Regions from separate parts of the Macaca mulatta genome. Here region 1 is linked to region 2. A link is a contact called in public Hi-C data. All regions are on one chromosome and are shown on one strand. Each heading gives the region's core, a stretch centred on a gene start, on an enhancer-like site or on the middle of the called end of the contact. The rest is flanking DNA. Distances are from core to core; before and after follow the strand shown. Region 1 holds the start of NQO2 (N-ribosyldihydronicotinamide:quinone dehydrogenase 2). Region 2 holds the start of BPHL (biphenyl hydrolase like).

Evidence for each region. Hi-C and Micro-C count contacts between places; a contact is called where the count stands out from the background.
Region 1: a Hi-C map of fetal cortex germinal zone shows a contact between it and region 2, with 5 times the contacts expected there. The contact joins the promoter of NQO2 here to the promoter of BPHL in region 2. A contact is called at or near these places in 4 of 14 Hi-C or Micro-C datasets (CD4 T cells, blood, fetal cortex germinal zone and 1 more).

What each region holds. Positions count from the first base shown.
Region 1 is chr4:180,251,931-180,255,326 of T2T-MMU8v2.0, reverse strand. It overlaps NQO2 (N-ribosyldihydronicotinamide:quinone dehydrogenase 2), which reads left to right and starts at 1,424. Exons shown (of 7, transcript XM_078001015.1): 1 at 1,424-1,566. It overlaps LOC144340590 (a long non-coding RNA gene), which reads right to left and starts at 564. Exons shown (of 2, transcript XR_013416860.1): 1 at 1-564.
Region 2 is chr4:180,146,165-180,149,330 of T2T-MMU8v2.0, reverse strand. It overlaps BPHL (biphenyl hydrolase like), which reads left to right and starts at 1,820. Exons shown (of 6, transcript XM_015135441.3): 1 at 1,820-1,946. The coding sequence starts at 1,840.

The sequences.
Region 1 (3,396 bases), core at 175-2,674, 110 kb before region 2:
CCCAACACCGCCCCCAACCCCCCACTGGCTCTGGTTCCAAGACTTCCCATTTTCTAGGCCTTTCTTTGGCCTTAAACCATTTTCCTTTAATTGAACTTTTTCTGTGGAGCCATGCGCCCTTTATCCGGTTTCTCCCGATGGTGACATCTCACAAAGGACGGTCCAGTATCCCAACGGCGTGTTGCATTCCGCGGGACACAGATTCCTTCACAGGCAACCCCTGGGTTGCGTTTTTATAGCCACACGCACCCGCCTCCCTAACTCCTGGGTACCGCTAATAAGTCCTGCATTTCTCTCCTCTGTTTTTTGGAGAAATGAACCATCCGTGCGTGACCTTTGGGGGAGCATCTTGCATAATACCAGTACACCAGCGGCGCCGTGGGTGAGTGACCTTTGGGACTGGTTTCTCTCACCAGCCTAACTCCCTGGGAGATCCGAGCAAGCTGATGAGTGTATCAGTGGCTCATTCTTTTTTTTTTTTTTTTTTTTTTTTGAGACGGAGTCTCGCTCTGTCACCCAGGCTGGAGTGCAGTGGCGGGATCTCAGCTCACTGCAAGCTCCGCCTCCCGGGTTCACGCCATTCTCCGGCCTCAGCCTCCCGAGTAGCTGGGACTACAGGGCTGCCACCTCGCCCGGCTATTTTTTTTTTTGTATTTCTTAGTAGAGACGGGGTTTCACGGTGTTAGCCAGGATGGTCTCGATCTGCTGACCTCGTGATCCGCCCATCTCGGCCTCCCAAAGTGCTGGGATTACAGGCTTGAGCCACCGCGCCCGGCCTCATTCTTTCTTTTGCACCACGGACCCTCATTCTGTAACCGGGATACCTGCCAGGGATGGGGAGCGGGAGGCGCAGGGCAGGGGCGTCCCTCTTCTCGGCACAGCGTCCCCGCGCTGGATTTCTATCAATCCAGTTTCCACCTCCCTGGAAGCCAGTAGGGTCCTCCTCAATCCTGGATCGCGGGGCGAGGCCCCGCGCGGACCTCAGGGGCGGGGAGTGGACAGAGCTTAGGGGCCGGGGAGAAGTGTGGGTGGGGCGGGACGCCGGCGTGGAGGCGGGGCCTGGGCGTGGGAGGGCGTGGAGCGAGGCGGTGCACCGCCGGGGCGGGGTGTGGGTGGGGCTCCGGGGCGGGTGTGGGCGGGGCTATGGGGCGGGGCGTGGGCGGTGCTATGGGGGCGGGGCGGGGCGGTGCTATGGGGTGTGGGCGGGGCTATGGGGCGGGGCGGGGTGTTGCTATGGGGGCGGGGTGTGGGCGGTGCTATGGGGGTGTGGGCGGGGGAGGGGCGGGGCGCGGATCATGGGCGGGACCGGGAGTGGGCGGGGCCTCAGTGTAGCAGGCGTGCTGCGGAAAGACGCCTGCAGTCCCGCGTCTCGGGGCGGGTTCTGGGCTGCTTGGGTTGGCGCGTGTCCCTGGTCCCCGAGGGCGCAGTCGCAGCGCTCCCGCCCGCCAGGCGTCTGCGAGTGCGCGGCCCTGTGCGGCCGGAACCTGGGGCAACTCCGAGAGCGGTCCTTGGGGAGACGCGGGTCCCAGCCCTGAGGCACCTACTGGGGCGTGCGCTGGTCGGAGGGTGAGTGATCCCCGGTCGGGGACCGGGGGACTTGGGAGGGACAGTTCCCGGACTGGAGGGCCAGAACGCTCCCTGGGATTTCACCTGGCCGGACATATGGCCCTGTGGGTCATCGCGCCCAGGCCAGGAACCATTCTGAACATAGGATGGTAGTTGGTTGTAACTGAACGCGCCCGCACGCAGGGCCCCGGTGTCGAATCGTCTGGTTGAACCTGCCGTCAACCCTATGGAACGGGTGCTGGTATCATAGTCACATTACAAGTAGGAATCAGCTGGCCCGAGGTCAGTCTGTAAAGCGGGTACCGGGGTTTAGGCCCGTGCGTTGCCCAGCGCTGCCCTGAAGGTGCAGGTGAACCACTGTTTTGCACTGCCTTTGTCAAGGATATTGTGGCAGTCTGGAAAAAAAAAATCAGCTTCTCTAATCTATAATCTCTCTGAAAAAAAATAAATAAGCTTTTTTTTTTTTTTTTTTGAAATGGAGTCTCGCTCTGTCGCCCAGGCTGGAGTGCAGTGGCACGATTTCGGTTCACTACAACCTCCGCCTCCCGGGTTCAAGCAATTCTTCCGTCTCAGCCTCCTGAGTAGCTGGGATTACAGGCACGCGCCACCACGCCTGGCTAATTTTTTGTATTTTTAGCAGAGTCGGGTTTCATGTTGGTCAGGCTGGTCTCAAACTCCTGACCTCGTGATCTGCCCGCCTCAGCCTCCCAAAGTGCTGGGATTACAGGTGTGAGCCACCGCGCCCGGCCCTGTTTTTTTTTTTTTTTTTTTTGAGAAGGGTCTCACTCTGTTGCCCAGGCTGGAGTGCAGTGGGGCAATCTCCACTCACTGCAACCTCTGCTTTCCGGGTTCAAGCGATTCTCCCACCTCAGCTTCCCAAGTAGCTGGGATTACAGGCGCCCGTCACCATGCCCAGCTAATTTTTGTATTTTTAGTAGAGGCGGGGGTTTCGCCATGTTGGCCAGGCGGGTCTTGAACTCATTTTTCTTTCTTTTTTTTTTTTTTTAATGAGACAGAGTTTCGCTCTTGTTGCCCAAGCTGGAGTGCAATGGCGCAATCTCAGCTCACTATAACCTCCGCCTCCCAGGTTCAAGCTATTCTCCTACCTCAGCCTCCCGAGTAGCTGGGATTACAGGTGCTCGCCACCACGCTCGGTTAATTTTTTGTATTTTTAGTAGAAATGGGGTTTCACCATGTTCGCCAGGCAGGTCTCAAACTCCTGACCTCAGGTGATCCGCCTGCCTCCGCCTCCCAAAGTGCTGGGATTACAGGCATGAACCATTATGCCTGGCCAAAAATCAGCTTGTTTAACCTTTAATCTGTGAAAAAATAAATCAGTTTAACCTTTAATCTCCGAAGATCTCAGCCAAAGAAATACATGAAAAGGAATATGTATTAGATAATAAACACTTCTAGCTGTGCTGTTTATAGGGCTGGGAAAAAAATGGAAATAATCTAAGGTCCCAGAAATAGGAAGATGGGCACACAAGGGTATGCAGGCAATGGTTTAGCTGCAGCATGAATACACACTGAATACACTGTGAAGTGTTGTCTGTTAGAATGCCCAGCAGGGGGACTTGTCCACATGGAAAGAGGCACAGGAAATAAAGTGAAAACATTACAAAATAACTTCTACATGCTGATTAAAATCAAATAACGTACACATCAAAAATATCAGAGCCCATTTGACCTGGTATGTACAGTTTAATAAGCACATGGCTCTTTTCTCCTGTAGGCCTGGGTAGGTGCATAGTTTATAACAAGGGAGAGAACTGTCACTGCTGTGGATGGGGTGCCAAGGGAAGTGCCTGGGGTGAAGTGAACAGTGAC
Region 2 (3,166 bases), core at 571-3,070:
AACTCAGTGCTACTGTTTTGCTTAGCACTAGGGTAACTGGTGTTGAAACTGTACAGACAGCTATTTTTATCATTTCTGAGATGAAACCCCAATCAACATATCAGGAAAAAAGGAAATACCTCACCAAAGATTGCTGAAAGTCAAATGATTAAATTCCACTCAAACATTATATATGTCTCTTTCCTTTTATTCAGGAATTAATGTGATAGAGTTATGTTGAGAGTATATGAAAACTTTTGCATAGTCTGTATTTAGGCCAAAACTGCCTTTACTACTCAAGAAACTCCAAAGGGCCAGTGAGGACACTGCAGGTGGCAGACATTTCCATGAGTAACACCTACAAGCACTGTGCCCACAGGACTGACTGACACCAAAAAGGTCTCTTGGAGGGACAGTCATGCAATATGCAAAGAAGCTGTTGTCTCCAATTATTCAAGCCAAGGCTACAACAGTAGCCACAAATCTGCCAGTTATTTCCAATTAAGGCAGAACGATAGACTTAAAGCAATAGTGGTTTTTTTCTCCACTGAGCTTTCAATTAGATAATGTCTATAACATTTATAAAGCTGGAATTATATAGTCAAAGCAAACATTAAGTGTGGTAAAACATACATAAAATTACCACTTAAACCACTTTTAGGTGTATAGTTCAGTGGCATTAAGTACACTCACAATGTTATGCAGCCATCACGAAAATCCATCTCCCCAAACTGAAACACTGTCCCAAGGAAACACCAACTTTCCATTCCCACTTCCACCAGCCCCCGACGACCTCCACTGTATTTTCTGTCCCTAGAAGTTTGACTCCTCTAGGCACCTTATTATATAAGTGGAATCACACAGTATGTCTTTTTGTGACTGGCTTACCTCCCTCAGCATAGTGCCCTCCAGGTTCATGTAGTAGCATGTGTCAGAATTTCGTTCTTTGTTCAGGCTAAAAAATGCTCCATTGCATGCACAGGCAACATTTTGTTTATCCATGTATCTGGTTTTGGACACTTAAATTGCTTCCACTCTTTTGGCTATTGTGAATAGTGCTGCTGTCAACATGAGTGTAAAAACATTTCTTCTTGTACACCCTGTTTTAAATTATTTTGGGTTATATACCCAGGAAAGAAAATACTGGATCATATAACTGATTTTCTGAGGAACGACAGTACTGTTCATCACAGTGGCTGCACCATTTTACATTCCCAACAGCAATATACAAGGGCTTCAATTTCTCTACATCTACACCAACAATAATTTCTGGGGGTTTTGCTAGCAGCCATCCTAATGGGTGTGAAGTTGTATAAAGAAAATTTAGATCTCATCATCTCTGAAAAGCAAATACACTTCCACCGTTAGTAGCCGGCTTAGAGCCAGAGCCCCGCGTGGACGCCCACCCAGCGAGGGCGCTATGGTTGGCAGCCTCGACTCCTGGAAAGGCCACGGTCGCTGAGGCGACGAGCGGGGGCGGGGCAGCGCCGACTGGGACACTCAGCCCGGGAGCCAGAGCCAGCACGAGAGGGGACGGTCTTTGCAGGTGCAGGCAGTTCCAGGACTGGGAAACCACGAGCCGAGTTTCCGTCGCCCACAGGAAAGCACCCGGCGGGGCGGGGCTTCGGGGCGGGGCTTCGGGGCGGGGCCTCGGGGCGGGGCCTCGGGGCGGGGCTTCGGGGCGGGGCTTCGGGGCGGGGCTTCGGGGCGGGGCTTCGGGGCGGGGCTTCGGGGCGGGGCCGGAAGGGTAGAGGGCAAAGCAGGATGGAGCGGCGGGGTGGGCGGGGTGGGCGGAGTGGGCCGCGGACCGCCCTGGGTCTCAGCGCATGCGCGCTCCCGCCGGCGACGCGACTTGTGACCATGGTGGCTGTGCTGGGTGGCCGAGGCGTGTTGCGGCTGCGGCTGCTGCTTTCGGCGCTGAAGCCCGGGATCCACGTCCCACGGGCCGGACCCGCGGCCGCCTTCGGGTAATGGCGGCCACCCCGCCCCTGGGATCCCCAGCATCCGCGCGCTCGAGGGGCGGCGGGAGGGGCGCGTGCCGACCGCAGGAGTTCCGGGCGTGTGGGCACTGGGCGTGGGCGAGGTCCGGCCGCCCTGCCGCCCTTTGTGCCGCGAGACCCCGATCTTGGGGTGCAGCCGCGCTTGGTGCGCGAGTCCCTCGATCGTGCATGCGCCTCGGTCAGCCTAAGTTCAAAGAGTCCGGAGCAGTAGAGGCCTTGGGCCGTGGAGTGCAGCCCCTTCAGTGTGCAGACCAGAGAGACCCAGGGAGATACTTTTGCCCGCAGTATAGACTCACCCGTGACGAAGCACGGATTAGAATCCCAACACCCTTATTAGTCCATTGCTCTGTCCAGAGTCCACACTGTAAGGGCATAAGGACAATAATCTCTTCTTCCTCCTATGTCAGAAATCAGCCTGAGAATGACTGTGCCCATTAGCTCTCTAGTACCGCTAAGGCCTTAATCCCGGGTCCCGAGAGCCCTAAGTCTTCTCTTTGCTTGCTGATCTCGTACCTTAATGTGCAAAAGAATCACATTGGGAACTGTGAAAATTCAGAATCCTGGGCCTCACTCCCAGAGGATCTGATCTACATGTGTGGAGATGCCCAGGAACCTGCTTTATTCTCATTTGTCGTCCCACCTCTCCCCCATTTCAGGTAAAACAATAACAAAAAACTGGATTAATTTCTGACCTTCCGTCTTGAAAATGAATGTTCTTGGTCCCCAGAGATACTGGGCAGAAATGTGGATATAGCGGCATGAAGCTTGTTTTACTTTATTGTCTACATACATCCCTACACACATGCAAACGCACGTATACAACGAACGTACACAGTGCATGTGCTCAGTTGACTGTTGATGGGCTATTTCCATGAAGTCAATACTAGATAGGTACACAGCGTTTAGAACTTTACTTGATCCAACATAGAAACTTTTAGTTTGAAAACTTGATTTAGGAGGAGAAAAGAGGGCAAAACTGACCAACTTTTAAAATTTCATATTGCAATTGACTAGCTCCTTTAATTTTAGAATTATTATAAGATGGTCAGGGCTATTTTGATAGATGGAAAAACATGTCAATGGCTACAGCTGCCCAGGCTGGAGTGCAGTGGTGTGATCTTGCTCACTGCAACCTCTGCCTCCCAGGTTTAAGGGATTCTCGTGGTCTCAGCCTCCCAAGTAGCTGG